Regions from separate parts of the Mus musculus genome. Here all the other regions are linked to region 2. Evidence: chromatin contacts called from public HiChIP or PLAC-seq data. All regions are on one chromosome and are shown on one strand. Each heading gives the region's core, a stretch centred on a gene start, on an enhancer-like site or on the middle of the called end of the contact. The rest is flanking DNA. Distances are from core to core; before and after follow the strand shown. Region 1 overlaps Nr1h4 (nuclear receptor subfamily 1, group H, member 4). Region 2 has its middle 17 kb from the start of 1500026H17Rik. Region 3 has its middle 21 kb from the start of Nr1h4.

Evidence for each region. HiChIP or PLAC-seq counts read pairs in DNA pulled down with a chosen protein or histone mark.
Region 1: a contact with region 2 is called in a RAD21 HiChIP or PLAC-seq map of pro-B cells, with 2.9 times the contacts expected there. The contact joins two enhancer-like sites. A contact is called at or near these places in 4 of 15 datasets of contacts at CTCF or cohesin (CD8 T cells, the NIH/3T3 cell line and pro-B cells), 26 of 484 Hi-C or Micro-C datasets (the G1E-ER4 cell line, the HPC-7 cell line, Th1 cells and 15 more) and 5 of 115 datasets of contacts at active chromatin or transcription factors (the 230-238 cell line, bone marrow-derived macrophages, embryonic stem cells and 1 more).
Region 3: a contact with region 2 is called in a FOXA1 HiChIP or PLAC-seq map of pancreatic cancer cells. The contact joins two enhancer-like sites. A contact is called at or near these places in 5 of 39 promoter capture datasets (the 3T3-L1 cell line, the HPC-7 cell line, embryonic stem cells and 2 more) and 1 of 115 datasets of contacts at active chromatin or transcription factors (pancreatic cancer cells).

What each region holds. Positions count from the first base shown.
Region 1 is chr10:89,456,970-89,461,782 of GRCm38.p6, forward strand. All of the region lies in intron 7 of Nr1h4 (nuclear receptor subfamily 1, group H, member 4), which reads right to left. Among named protein-coding and RNA genes, the nearest start is that of Gas2l3, 15 kb to the left of the region's middle. Within about 2 kb of position 3,307, at least 20 of the 459 cell types and tissues checked have an H3K27ac peak or open chromatin away from gene starts, as enhancers often do. A contact at or near this core is called in bone marrow-derived macrophages and pro-B cells, where this site is marked.
Region 2 is chr10:89,701,375-89,706,006 of GRCm38.p6, forward strand. No RefSeq gene overlaps it. Among named protein-coding and RNA genes, the nearest start is that of 1500026H17Rik, 17 kb to the left of the region's middle. Within about 2 kb of position 1,912, at least 42 of the 459 cell types and tissues checked have an H3K27ac peak or open chromatin away from gene starts, as enhancers often do. A contact at or near this core is called in bone marrow-derived macrophages, pancreatic cancer cells and pro-B cells, where this site is marked.
Region 3 is chr10:89,524,897-89,529,745 of GRCm38.p6, forward strand. It overlaps a transcript of Nr1h4 not described here. Among named protein-coding and RNA genes, the nearest start is that of Nr1h4, 21 kb to the left of the region's middle. Within about 2 kb of position 2,300, at least 75 of the 459 cell types and tissues checked have an H3K27ac peak or open chromatin away from gene starts, as enhancers often do. A contact at or near this core is called in pancreatic cancer cells, where this site is marked.

The sequences.
Region 1 (4,813 bases), core at 2,057-4,556, 240 kb before region 2:
CAGAATCTTCAAAGGACAGCCTCCTGTTGGATGCATTTGTCTTTGTTCACCCGCCAGTGTGTAATGATAAAAGATAGTATTGGTGGGTTAGAAGAATTCCCATAATTGCACCATTTTCTGGGTGGGGAACGTGTTACTTTAAACAATATCAATAGATAATTCAAGATAGAGAATAAGATTAATAATGAACAAAGCATAGTTATGCCTCTGTTCAGAAGCATAAACAACCTCACTGAGTAAGTTGGCCAGAGTTCTTATGAATGGGTTTGGATTTACCTGAAGCACCCATTGCCTGCCATCCACTTATCAATAGGAGGGTCCCTTTTTTCAAACTTGGTATGTCAAATATGAAAGATTCCAGATATGGACCAAACCTCCTGACTTTCTCCTAGCCCACATCTGGATTCTCCATTTTCAGTGGTGGACATCCTTAGCACCCAGTTGTCCAGGCTGACATTCTGGTGTGCGGGCCTGTGGGTCTCACTGCTTCTCTTCACCCCAGGGTGCCTTACCTCCCGTAGCTCTTGGTACTGAGTGAGTATCACCCAGTCACCTCCCTTTATCTGGCATATAGCAACTGCTTTCTCATTCATCTCCCTGTCTTGTTTACCTCTCTTTAACCCATTCTCTACCCAGATAAATGACTGGCCCCCATGAACTTGAAATCCCATACATTCTCCTCACTTGTTCCACACCTTCAGAACCTTTCGATGGCTTCTGCCATATGCATGCTTTTCTTTTAAATGGGGACCTCCGCCTCTGTCACCATCAGGGACTGTAGCACACTGAGTCAGTATTTACCAGGTCCTAACGCGCACTACACTCCGTGACAGGTACATTTGGCCACTCCTTTCAATCCCGCTATGTCAAATACCAAAGACACCAGGGGAAACCCAAACCCTCTCCCCTTCCTCCAAATCCACTCATTTCCTGCTGTTTCTTCATCAAGTTTTCTAAACTCCCTCTAGACCAGCAGTTCTCTGCCTTCCTGAGGCTTCGAACTTTTAGTACAGTTCCTTGTGTTGTGGTGACCCCCACCACCACCATAAAATTATTTTGTCTCTACTTCAGAAATGTAATTTTTGCGACTGTTATGAACTGTAATGTGAATAGCTGCTACCCAGGCTATCTGCTATGCAATAGGCAGGTTAATAACTACTGTACTAGCTAGATACAGAAAAGTCAGTAAGCTGCCCAAAGAGACAGAGCTGGTGAGAGGCAGTGCCATGACTTGAGCCAAAGTTGGCAGGCTTTGACTCAGTTTCCCCTGCTTTTCCATCACACAGTTTCCCTCGGCAATCCCATTTTCCCAGTGTCTGTACACCCACGGCTGTCTCTGCTTGGAGCCCCCTCATTCCCTTTGAACTTTATTCTTGTTTATAATTTAAGACAACGTGTGTTGTCTTACTCTAATATTAGTTTGGAGCATGCACTACACATGGTCTCATTCCAGAAGAAGGACTGGTTAGGGAATCAAGGAGACAGGAGAGATATGACTAGCTGATGAGTGGAGATGAGGACCACACTCCCAAGATTGTGCCACCTGAGAATCCATTGCTTTCTTCCTTTCTAAGCCAAGTCTAGAGCCACAGAATTCTTGCTGAACAAATCAGAATAGGGTTGGACTCCCGATGCTTAAGAGTATGACTACCACCTTGTACACCTTATCAAGTCAGTTTGTCAGCAAGTGAAAGCCTCCCTTAGACGAGCTTGAAATCTCTTCCAAATTGAGTCCTTAGCCTCTCCCAGAGATTCAACACACCACACACCACTACCCTCTCCCCCCATCCTTTGATTATGTGTCTGACCCCAGTGGATTCTCTTAACAGCTAAGTCTTTGTTTAACAAGTGGGAGATTACATCACATGGAAGAGTGCCCTTTATCGAGCTGCTGCAGAACTACCCATGACCAGATGAGATACAACATTCAAGGACTGAAGCAGGAACCTGGGAATGCTGCCCAATGCTTCCAACATAGGGTTAGAGAATATGAGTCAACTCTTGACTTTGACATCTGACTCATACAGTATTGCATAAGAGAATACAGAGAGTATTTTCTTGCAAACCTGCAAACCTCCCAGTAAGCCCTCAACGGTGGGGCAGGCCTGTAATTCCATTTAACTGGGAGTCGGAGGGAGGAGGATAGCCCTGCCTAAGCTACAGAGCAAGTTCAAGGATAGCTGGCCACCCAGTGAGACCTGAAAGCTACTACAGAGATCTACAACTGGTCAAAGTGCAGAGTACATGACTGTGGAGAGCCGGGTCGCAGGTGTTACTTCTGCAACATCACCCCGGCACCTAAGGCTCAGGGAAATTACAAGTGCCAGGGGACCAGAGTGTCAGCTTTAAGATAGTGCCCCTAGATGTGTCAGGCACTACAGCCATGCCATCTGAACACTATGGCTGCCCACATGAGTTCTGCATAGTAATCAGTGGGTAAGCCAACATGGATGGGGGAAACTTCCCAAGTCTCCAGCCCTGGATGGAGAGTTGGGGGAAATCAATGGCTGGTAAGAGGGAGAATCCATTTTCTCCAGGAATGAGCCCCCTGATAGGCTATCTAATCCCACGTGGTCAGCCCTAAACCTATACACATAGGAGCAATACTGAATGGATGCAGTAGATATGAAAGAAGAGTTCTGGTGTTCAAGAGTGGAACACAGGAGGAGTTGGGGGAGGGGGTGATGTAAATACACTACTCGTGTATACAATTCTCAAAAAATTAAATAAGTAAAAATAAGTTTCCAAAAACAGTCAAAACAGAGCTGGGGCAAGCACTTGCCTAGGAAATGGTAGTTTCTGGGTCTAATCCTCAGTACCACAAAAATAAAAATGAACATTTACCATTGTTAAGCAGATGAATTGCATTAACAAATTAATTCATCGCGACCTCAGTCAGTTTTAGTCTAGATTAGATGTGTGTCCCTCTGCCTTTACAAAGATATTTTTTATTTGTTTGTTTTAGTTTCATGTGTGTTGGGGGCTGTGCCGCAGTGCCCATGGGAGTGGTGGTGGTGGTCAGGAAACAGCTCTTGGGAGTCAGTTCCTTCCACCGTGTGGGTCCTAGGGATCAAACGTAGGCCATCGGGCTCTGCAGCAAGAGCCACCTTGCCAGGCCAGTGTTGTGTGTGCACGCGTGTGCGTGTGTGCGTGTGTGTGTGTGTGTGTGTGTGTGTGTGTGTGTGTGTTTTACAAGAAAAAAATTCATATTTTGGTTTTGGACACAGGGCCTCTCTATGTAGCCCTGGCTGTCCTGGAACTCACTGTGTAAACCAGGCTGGCCTCTGCCACCCAAGGGTGGGGATTAAAGGCATGTGCCACACCCCAAGTGAAAAGATCATTTTTCTTCCTCCTGGGGGTGGTTATCTGATCAGTGACTTGCCTCAGGATTTTTCTGGACATTAAACCAAAACAAAGATTTGTAATTTTTCTTTCCTAAAAGGTAAAATATTCTATTTTACCTTTAAATTTTTAGTCGTCTTAGCTGTAAATCCCAGCACTTGAGAGACTGAGGTAGGGGGATGTTGAAGTCAATGGGTGGTCCAAGGCATGTAGCAAGACATCGTCTAAAGTCAAGGAAGGCCGTCTTCAGGCCCTTCCATATTCAGGGTCTGCACCCGTAGGGAAAGATCACCTAAAATGCACAGTTGGCCCACAACCTTACTTTATTCTGTGTTTAGAGAGAATCTCAGTAAATTCCTGAAAGTTTTTAACTTGCCGAACAGATTTCTGTGGAACAATTCATTTTTATTGAAATTTCTTCAAAATACATTTTAAGTTTGGAGGGGAGAGGGGTTTGAGACAGTGTCTCTCTGGGTAGCCTTGGCTGTCCTAGAATTCACTCTGTAGACCAAGCTGGCCTCAAACTCACAGTGATCCTCCTGCCTCTGCCTTTCGAGTGCTAGGATTAAAGGCATATGCCTCCAAACCTGGCGCATTTGAATTACCTGGTACGGCTAATCTGTTTCTAGCCAAAGCATATTCATGTTTTTACCAGTATGTGTGCACATGAGTACACTTTCTACTTCCCACTGCTGTATCTCCCATGTCAGCATCTGCATACATCATTAAATAGACTAAAGACTGGGTAAAGAAATGTCACAGAGAGGCGTGTCCTGTCTGGATGTATTTGTTAGAGAATTACCCATTCTGTTTGCCAGTGGCCACACATACTTTTGGTCACTTTGAAGGACTCAGCGTATGAATGAGCAATTTTGTTTTTATTATTTTGAATCACTGGCTTATTTATGAATGGCCAATTCGTCCCAGGAAGTGGCTTTCGAGAGTACTGATCTGTGAGCAAATGTCTCACGAAGCGAACGTAACTTGTTTCCTCGGAGCGTGTAAACCAGAGCACAAACGGCTAGAATGCAAAGCAGAATAAGCCCTGAGTTACGAAGTCACAAAAATACCGCTGTTTGCTTATGTGAGTATATACACATGCATGCCGCACATATGTGGAGATCACCGCACAGTGTCTAGGAGTGGGCTCATTCCCTCCACCTCCTTCGCTCCTGGGATCGAACTCAGACGATGAAGATTTTTGGCAAGCACCTTCACCTGCTGAACCATTTCACAGGTCCTGGGCCATCATTTTAAATGCCATGGGATTTAGAGATACTATCCAAATCAATGAAATCTGAAGATGTTCAGTATTTAGAATTCATCTTCGATTGCCAAATTGCCTAGCTTGCTCATCCCTTTAAATTTTCAGCCTCCAGTGAAGCTGCCTCCACCAGTTAATTATAGTTGATGAAGTCTGGGGGAAAAAATAAGTTAAAATGCTTGCTATGATTGTTTCCTTTTGTATGTG
Region 2 (4,632 bases), core at 662-3,161:
CAGGGGCTAATATAAACCCCACCTTCTCCTATGTCTGATGCTAGTATCTCAGACCCACATCAGGGAGATAGCCCTGTCTGACAGAAACTAAGGCTTTCATAAATTGACCAAAGAATTTGGACAATGGTCTTTACTCTCTTCAGTGGGATTAACAATGGCTAGGACTCCTCTGCCCCTTCAGTTGTTCAATGGGAGGAGAGGCCCTTGGTATTGTGAAGGCCATATGCCCCAGGACAGGGGAATGCCAGGGCCAGGAAGCGGGAGTGGGTGGGTTGGGGAGCAGGGCAGAGGGAGGGTATAGGGGGCTTTGGGGATAGCATTTGAAATGTAAATAAAGAAAATATCTAATTAAAAAAAATGCTTTAGAGCTGGGAGTGGTGGCGCACGCCTTTAATCCCATCACTCGGGAGGCAGAGGCAGGCGGTTCGAGGCCAGTCAGGACTATACAGAGAAACCCTGTCTCAGAAAAAGAAAAAAAAAAGCCTTAAAATGAAAAAAAGAAAGAAAAGAAAAGAAAAATAGGTGCTGCTCAGAGATAACGCGGAGGCTTTTTAGTTGTTGACTTTTTTCAATTCGCTTCCCCAGTTCTACTTTGGGTATGAGAGGAGGGTGTTTTGTTTTGTTTTTGTTTTTGTTTTTGCTTTCTTTTGTAAGGTTTCACACTTGCCAACCCTTGACAGACAAGGAGTTTTGAGAAACAGAAGGGAGAGATGATTCTTTATCTTCACCAGTTGGCGTTTTAAAATTAAAATTAAATTAATATTAACCCCAGTATCTCTTTGATACAAAGGAAAAAAAAAAAAGGAAACTCATTAAGAATGTCAAAAGATACCACCCATAAGCTTTAAACTAACACTCCTGAGGCAAAACACTATAAATTTGTAAACACAAACTGTTGCCTGGTAGGGGTGGTGATTCTGAGAGGGAGGATAGTCTTCAAACATGTTTGTAGAATCTTGTTTTAAAATATGTTGTTATCTTTAAGAAGGAGTACAAGGTCTGGAGATATGGATCAGCAGTTAAGAGCACTGACTGCTCTTCCAGAGATCCTGAGTTCAAGTTTCCCCAACCACATGGTGGCCTTCAACCATCTGTAATGGGGATCCAATGCCCTCTTCTGGTGTGTATGGAGACAGCTACATATATACATATGTATATATCATATATACATATAAGGATCCACATGATCCTTTCAAATATACATATATTTTATATTATAAATATAACATTTAAAATAAGTGCAAGTTATTTGCTTCTGCTGAGTCATTTATGTTGTTAGCACTACACACTAAATACTTATGGAGGGTATAGTACATTTCCTTAAGTCCTTTTTCCCATTTCTTGCCTGAGCTCTCTGGACAAAATGGAAATTTCCCTTAGGGTAATATTATTTCAAGCTATTCTCTTGAGATAGGACTTAATGGCTGTGAATCACTGATGTAAACATGGAGGATCAGAGGGCTGGAGAGATGGCTCGACAGTTTGGAGCTCAACAGTTGCTCTTTCTGAGGACCTAGGTTCAGTTCCCAGCACCCACATGACAGTTTACAGCCATCTGTAACTCCATCTGTAACACCAGTTGCAGGGGATCTGATCCACTCTTGTGGACTCTTCGGATGACACCAGACACATATTCATGCACGTATATGGTACACATGCATACATGTAAGCATCACACACGTGCATGTAAAATAAATAAGACTTTTAAAAATTATTTCAGTAGATTTTTTTTTTAAAAAAGAAATAAATATTTTAAGATCATAAGTATCTAAAAATCACGATTTTGCTTACGCCCTCTTCTGGCGCTGGGAGTGGAGATTTTTGTGGTTTTCCTTCTTTCCTTCCCATTGTCTCAGCCCCTCCCCCACCCCTTTGCTCTTGTTTACTCTTGCTGTTTCCTGTCACACTGGTTGGTTCACCCTCTGGCCCCATTCTCTTAAAGTGGCATAGGTTACAGATTCAATTTCCCCTGAAAGTTACACAGAAAAAGAAAGCATTTTTGTCATCGCATTTTTTTGGTCCCTAGTCAAGAGGAAAATGGAGTTTAAAATGTAAGTGCTTAAAAAACTCACTGAATTGGTATCAGTTTCAATTTTTTATATGAAAGCTGTTTCATTTGTCTTGGGTTTGAGTGCTTAGATTCAAGCTCCTAATTAAAAGTATACAGACATGTATGAAAATTCCACAATGAAATCCATTACTTTGTATGCTAACTTTAAGGTCAACAAGGGAATGAGAGGCAGGTAAGGGTGCTTGCTGCACAGATGTGAATCCTCAGCTTCTACTTAAAAAGCCAAGTATGGGCCTAGAGAGTTGGCTCAGTGGTTTAGTGCACTAGCAGTTCTTCCAGAGGTTCTGAGTTCAATTCCCAGCACCCACAGGTTGGCTCATAACTGTGTTTAACTCTAGCTGCAGGGGATCCAATGCTCTCTTCTGGCCTCTAAAGGCACTGGGTGCACATATGCTACACAGAGATATATACATACACATAAAATACATTAAAAAATATTTTGGGCTGGAGAGATGGCTCAGTGGTTAAGAGCACTGACTGCTCTTCCAGAGGTTCTGAGTTCCATTCCCAGCAACCACATGGTGGCTCACAACCATCTGTAATGGGATCTGATGCCCTCTTTTGGTGTGTCTGAAGACAGCTACAGTGTACTCACACAAATAAAATAAATATATATATATATTTTTTAAAAAGCCGACTATGGCTGCACATAACTGAAATCCCAAGACTATTGCATATTGAGGTCTGGTCTTTTCTGTGTATTGCAATGCTAAATGCAGGCCCCCAAGACCTGGTTGCCCCAGAGACAAGAGAGTCCTCACGTAGACCCATGTGAAGCTATGTGACCTTGCCCCCACCCCCAAGTTATTTGGTGAATAAAGATGCTGACAGCTAATAGCTGGGCAGAAGAGACATAGATGGTGTACTGGCTAGTTTTGTGTCAACTCGACACAGCTGGAGTTACCACAGAGAAAGGAGCTTCAGTTGAGGAAATGCCTCCATGAGATCCAGCTGTAAGGCATTTTCTCAATTAGTGATCAAGGGGGAAAGGCCCCTTGTTGGTGGGACCATCTCTGGGCTGGTTAGTCTTGGTTCGATAAGAGAACAGGCTGAGCAAGCGAGGAGAGGCAAGCCAGTAAGTAACATCCCTCCATGGCCTCTGCATCAGCTCCTGCTTCCTGACCTGCTTGAGTTCCAGTCCTGACTTCCTTTGGTGATGAACAGCAGTATGGAAGTGTAAGCCAAATAAATCCTTTCCTCCCCAACTTGCTTCTTGGTCATGATGTTTGTGCAGGAATACAAACCCTGACTAAGACAGATGGGTCTTAGGGTTCCTGGGCCTGGGGGAGGTCAGAGGAGAAGCACAAGTGAGAGAAGAAAGTAAGGAGGAAGAGAAAGTTGCCATGGGTTAGGAGTCAAGAGAACACATTCCCAAGGGCTGGCCAGTTGGAGTTAAGAGCAGCCCAGATGAACCATTGTAAGTAATAGCTCAGGGTTATCAATAGGAAATAGATTTTAATAGCATAGAGGGTAGATATCTGCCTAGCTATTGTGCCAAATGGGGCTTATTGTAAGACCGGAATGATCAAGGCAGAGTAGAAACCCAGGATTGGGATTTAAAATTTCTTTAACAATTAGGGGCAGAGACAGGAGGATCATTGGAGCTTGCTAGCTGGCAGCCTAGCTCCAGGTTCAGTGAGAGACCCCACCTCAAAGGAATGCACATGAAAAGATTTCAAATATCCAAAGTCTGCTGTACCATACTGATGTCATATCCAAGGCCTCTTTTGACCTGGAATAGTTTAGACCAACAATGGACACAGATTTGAACTCTCTATTTCCCTGCATCATCCACCTCTCTCTGGTGCCTGTGATCTGTGTTTATCCCATCTGTGTGCTGTATATGCCTGGTGTCTATCTGTGGTGTGTGTGTGTGTGTGTGTGTGTGTGTGTGTGTGTGTGTGTATGTGTGTGTGCATGTGTGTATGTGTGTGTGTGTGTGTGTGTGTGTAGTTGTTTGGGAGGGTATGGGTGTGGGTAATGTCTGCCTGCCTTGCTGTCTGTCCCTAACAAAGAATTTTGCTTTATATTTATTGAACAGTATAGAACACACATTATGAAAAAAAGAAAAGAATGGGGCATTTTTTGCAGAAAAATTTTAACAGAAATTTTACAAGGAATTGACTCCTACTGACCCAGAAAAAAGCACTCAAAACTGCAAACAAATGTTATCAAATATTCAGATGTTCTGTTACAGTAAGAACACTGAGCTATAGAATTTCTTTTCTTCCAAGTTGAAAAAAAGAAGCAGAAAACAAAGTATAGTGAAAAGTATAGATACTTTGCTATTAAAAGATTAACTTTCTCTGGGAGAGCTGCCCACCCCCAAGCCTGGTCAACATGGGAGAGCTAGCCCTGCCCCTCACCGGCTCAGCAATCAAGCAGACAGTGCAAGAGAGCTTGCCCCAAAGGCATGAGTGCTGGAGAGCTGGTAGGCTGCCCAACTTGTGTATTTTCAATTTCTAAAATAAAACTATCCCCAATTCGGCCTATTGTCCCTGAAAATAATCTGTAAAGAATAAATGTAACAAAGGATAAAAATAGGCCCGACATGGTGGTGT
Region 3 (4,849 bases), core at 1,050-3,549, 180 kb before region 2:
TAAATATTATACATAAATTAAAATTTTATTCCTGGAAAAGAGAAACCTGGGGAATAAATTCTAAAGGGGTATGTGCCATTTGCTTTTATTGTGATAGGACATAGCATCGACTGGTAGCATGGACCCCCACTTTCCGTTTATCAATTTTTACTTATTTAGATAGTATGTGTCACAGGAAGTCTGTGGTAGAAATAGAGATTCCACTAGCATAAGCCATTTTTAAATGGAGACATTTAGTAGACGTTGTTCCAGTTATACAGCACTGGCTGGTGTAGAGCAACTGGGTCTTGGGAGATGCACATAAAACCTCATTGCATGTGTGGACTCTCTGTGTACACACAAAGGCAATGGTTAACACTGTCCTATGAACACAGATCTGTGGAACATAGACTGTGGTAGGTCATTTTTCTTTCTTTTTTTTTTTATTGGATATTTTCTTTATTTACATTTCAAATGTTATCCCCTTTCCTGGTTCCCTTCTACCCAGAAACCCCTTATCCCATCCTCCCTTCCCCTGCTTCTATGAGGGTGTTCCTCCACCTACCCACTCACTCCCTCCTCCCCGCCCTCAGTTCCCCTACACTGGAGCATCTATCAAGACTTCATAGGACCAAGGACCTCTCCTCCCATTGATGCACGACAAGGCAATCCTCTGCAACATATACAGCTGGAGCCATGTGTACTCCTTTGTTGATGGCTTAGTCCCTAGGAGCTCTCGGGGGACTGGTTGGTTGATATTGTTGTTCTTGGTAGGTCATTTTTCAAAGCTTAACTCATTGTTGTGACTTCGTGTTCAGAGGGAGCTCAAGATTCAGTGTAAAGGTATGTTGTTAAGGACAAAGAGAAATGAACCCTAGAAAAAGGATAATGTTTCCATCTGTCTCAATATTTACCCCATAGGTAAATAAACTCCAGAGTCCATTGACATGTCTTTTAGACATGAGTGAGCTCTAAAACTCTAACTTACTGACTCCTTCTCTTTCTGTCTGTCTTTTTGTCTTTCTCTCTCTGTCTCTGTCTCTGTCTCTGTCTCTCCCATACACACACACACACACACACACACACACACACACATACACCATTCAAGCAAATTGCATTAGTGTATACAATGCCGTCTTGAGCCAGAAGCTAATCCTGAAAATCCTCCCATAAATAACGAGTCTACTGCAACCCTTGAATGGGCTGTCACTGTGACTTAATTTTATGAATAGAATTGTAATACTTCTGAGGCTATTCCTGAAGAGTTCACTGAACTTCTATTTTTGCCCCCTTGGAATGCTAATATTTTGCCCCCTTGGAATGCTAATGTGAAGAAGAAAGAGTCTCGGATACAATGGTATCAGCCAACATCAAGTCCACAATGTGAAAGCAAAGACTTAGCTAACTTAACTTTGCACAGTTAAAAGTAGTCGCAAAATTCAACTCAGGCAAAAAACATGGAAAGGTACAGAATCAAGCCATTAAATTAAGGGATTCAAGGGTAACCTCGTATAAAAGCATATACAAACCCTTTCAGCAATATGACACATTGGCCATTGTCTTGTCTAGTAAGCATGTTCTTAAAGGAACTATATTCTTTTATAAAAGCGTCTCAATAGCAATTTCTGACTCAGGCACTCACTTACTCAGTCAATATACATTTATTGACTCTTTGTTAGACAGTCAGACATATAAAAGCCTCAAATCTATCATCATCATTATTATAACAGAAGAAAGCCCAGGTCCTAACAAGAGTATAAGTTGGGTGTTCATTGACCCAACTCATTAATTCTCTATTTTGTTCTAAGTTCGGATTTAGGTACTGGGAATACAGTGGTGGATAAAGCAAAAAGCTGGCTCACATTCCAACAGTAAATACACAGGTAAACAATAGTGATCATAATAAGATGAAAGAGATAAATATTGAGGGGCTATAAGTGGATACGAGTAGGTGACCAGAGAAGAGTTCTCTTAAAAGTGGATCTTTAGGGCTGGAGAGATGGCTCAGCAGTTAAGAGCATTGGCCATTCTTCCAGAGAAAACCGGGTTGAGTTCCCAGCACCCACATGGCAGCTCACACCTATCTGTAACTCCAGTTCCAAGGCTTCTGACACCCTCACACAGACGTACATGCAGGCAAAAGACCAATGAACACTAAATAAAAATAAATTATTTTTTAAAGTGGGCCTTGAAACCAAAGACAGTTATCTGTGAAGGGCAAGAAGCGTATGCTACACAAGGGAGAACTAAGACCTGGGAAGCATAGAGCAAGGTTACAAGCCTGAGCTTAGAGCGTTGGAAGGGAAATGCAGGTCCAGGAATGTGGGCATGAGTCACCCAGAGAAGGACTCTAGGAGATGAGGCCCGAGAACACAGCATTCCCATGGCTGAGGGAGTTTGGAATTTATCCCAAGGGGAAGTCTCTGGTGGTTTATCAGCAGGAGTGTGACTCAGAGAATGAGAGAAGTCTTTCAGAGAACAGAGGCTGGAGTCTAATATTGAAAGAGGGCTGGAGAGGTGGCTCGGGGGTTAAGAGCACTTGGTTGCCAGCACCCATACGGTGGTTCTCAAGTGTCTAGAATTCCAGTTCTAAGGGATCTAATGACATCTGCTGACTTACCTGGGTACCAGGCATACATGGGGTGCATGTAAGGAAATGAAAGAAAGGAGAGAGAGAGAGAGAGAGAGAGAGAGAGAGAGAGAGAGAGAGAGAGAGAGAGAGAGAGAGTATTAGACTGGGAGCACAGCATGTTGGAAGTGGGTAGAAGAAGTAAGAATTCTGAGCAACTTTAAACAGTGGAAGTCTGACCAGTTGAGAAATTGTAGCAGAAAAATCCATTACTGCTTCAGAGATGAAAACAAAGATTTCTATCTAGCATTATCCTTGGAAAAGGATTCCTCGTGGTAGCTTCAAATGGATACTACTTCAAAATTTACCAAAACTATTTGACAGACTAATGGGAAGTTACATTGTTATCTTTATAATATCATGGGTTAAGGACTAATTTTACTAAGAGATAAGTAGGGAAATAATAATTTTGGTGACATTAACACACAACACAGAAATTAAAAACACTATAAACAAAACTAAATTCTGAAACTGGAAGGTGATATTTTTAATGCACATAACCACCAAGCCATCAGAACAAACATTATATAAATAGTTCTTATAAATAAAATCAGGAGAGATTAAACAATCCAAGGCACAAATTGGCAAAGAGGAACTGACCAAAGGAGAAACACAAGTGCACAAAAACAAACAAACAAATAAATAAAAACCTAATTAGCAACTAGAAAAATTAAAACCTGGTATATAGCTAGGTACTGTTTTATTTATCAAGTTGTATAAAAAATTAAGTTTTATATGTATTCAAAGACAGGGAAAGCATGTGTATTGGATATTCTCACACACCACTGGTGGGAGTATGGTGTCTAGTCTCTCGGGGGAGCACTTTAGCAAAGCACATTAGACCAGACAACCATCCAATGTCTGATATGATCTAAAGCTCAGACAGGAGAAGGAACCCACATCCAACACTGCATGGGTGACCAAGAACCAGACTAGATAGCCCAGAAACCTAGGGTAAAATCAAATACTACTAGCCAAAAAATAAAAAAATTTTAAAAAAGTAAAAAACTCCTAGTGAGATTCTGCTATACTCATAGATCAACACTTCATCCAGTCATCACCAAGAGGTTTCCTCTGTATGGGAACAGGTGCAGAGACCCACAGCCAGTCGTTATGTGGAGAGAGAGTCTAAATGGGATTTCTTCATCAGATCCCTCCCCTCAGGTCTCAGAAACCTCTTGGAAGAGGGCACAGAAAGACTGTAAGAACCAGGGGGGATAGAGGACACGGGGAGAATAATGCCCTCTGAATCAGCTAAGCAAGGTGCACATGAATGAGCAAACACAAGGCCTACACGCATCTGAACCAGGTCCTCTGCATAAATTCTATAGCATTTAGTTTAGTATTTTATGGAACTCCTGACGGAACAAGTAGGGTTCTGACTCTTGTGCCTGCTCTTGGGACTTTTCTCATCCTGTTGGGTCTCTGTGTCCAACTTCAATGTGATAGCTTTGGCTTCATCTTATATTTTATTTTGTCACGTTTGGTTGTTAACACTTAGAAACCTGTTCTTTTCTAATGAGAGACAGAAAGGGAGTGGATACCGATGGGAGGGGAGGTAGGGAGGGGCTGGAGCAGTAGAGGGAGGGAAAACTGTAATCAGGTTATATATTATGAGAAAAGAATCTATTTTCAATAAAAGAACAAAAAAGATCCCGTGTTCAATCTAGAGTAACACACACAAAATAAATTAAAAATTTAAAAACAATAAAAGTAAAATTACTTTTAAAGAACTGTGCAGCATTTCTGTGCTGCTGGAGTGAAAATTAAAATCTCTACAGGAAAACAAAATATTTAAATAATTTGTGGTGGGAGGAGTTCTAGGTTCAAGGAAAACTGAGCAGGAAGCTCCCAGCTTCTCCCTTCTGCCATATAGACACAGATAACCCTCTGTCATCTGCATCCTCTACTAGAGTGCTATGTGCTTCATGAACCTACGTAGACATGTCCTTATCCAGCAGACATCATAGTCTGCCTTAAGGTTCACTCTTAGGGTCCTGTGTCTGACAGGTGTTACAAATGCACAATAAACAACTGCATCCACCCTGTAGTATCATTTACATTGGGTTTGTTGTCTAAATAGTCTTTGTAAAATGTATATAAATAAAGTCTCAAAGGAAACTTGTATCCTAGCATCTAATCATTACCCCAAACTCAGAGCTGAGAGCTCTATGAAACTAAAGGTTTCCAAATCCGCACTTTAGGATGATGTCACTGTCTAACCCTGGACTAGAGTCAGTG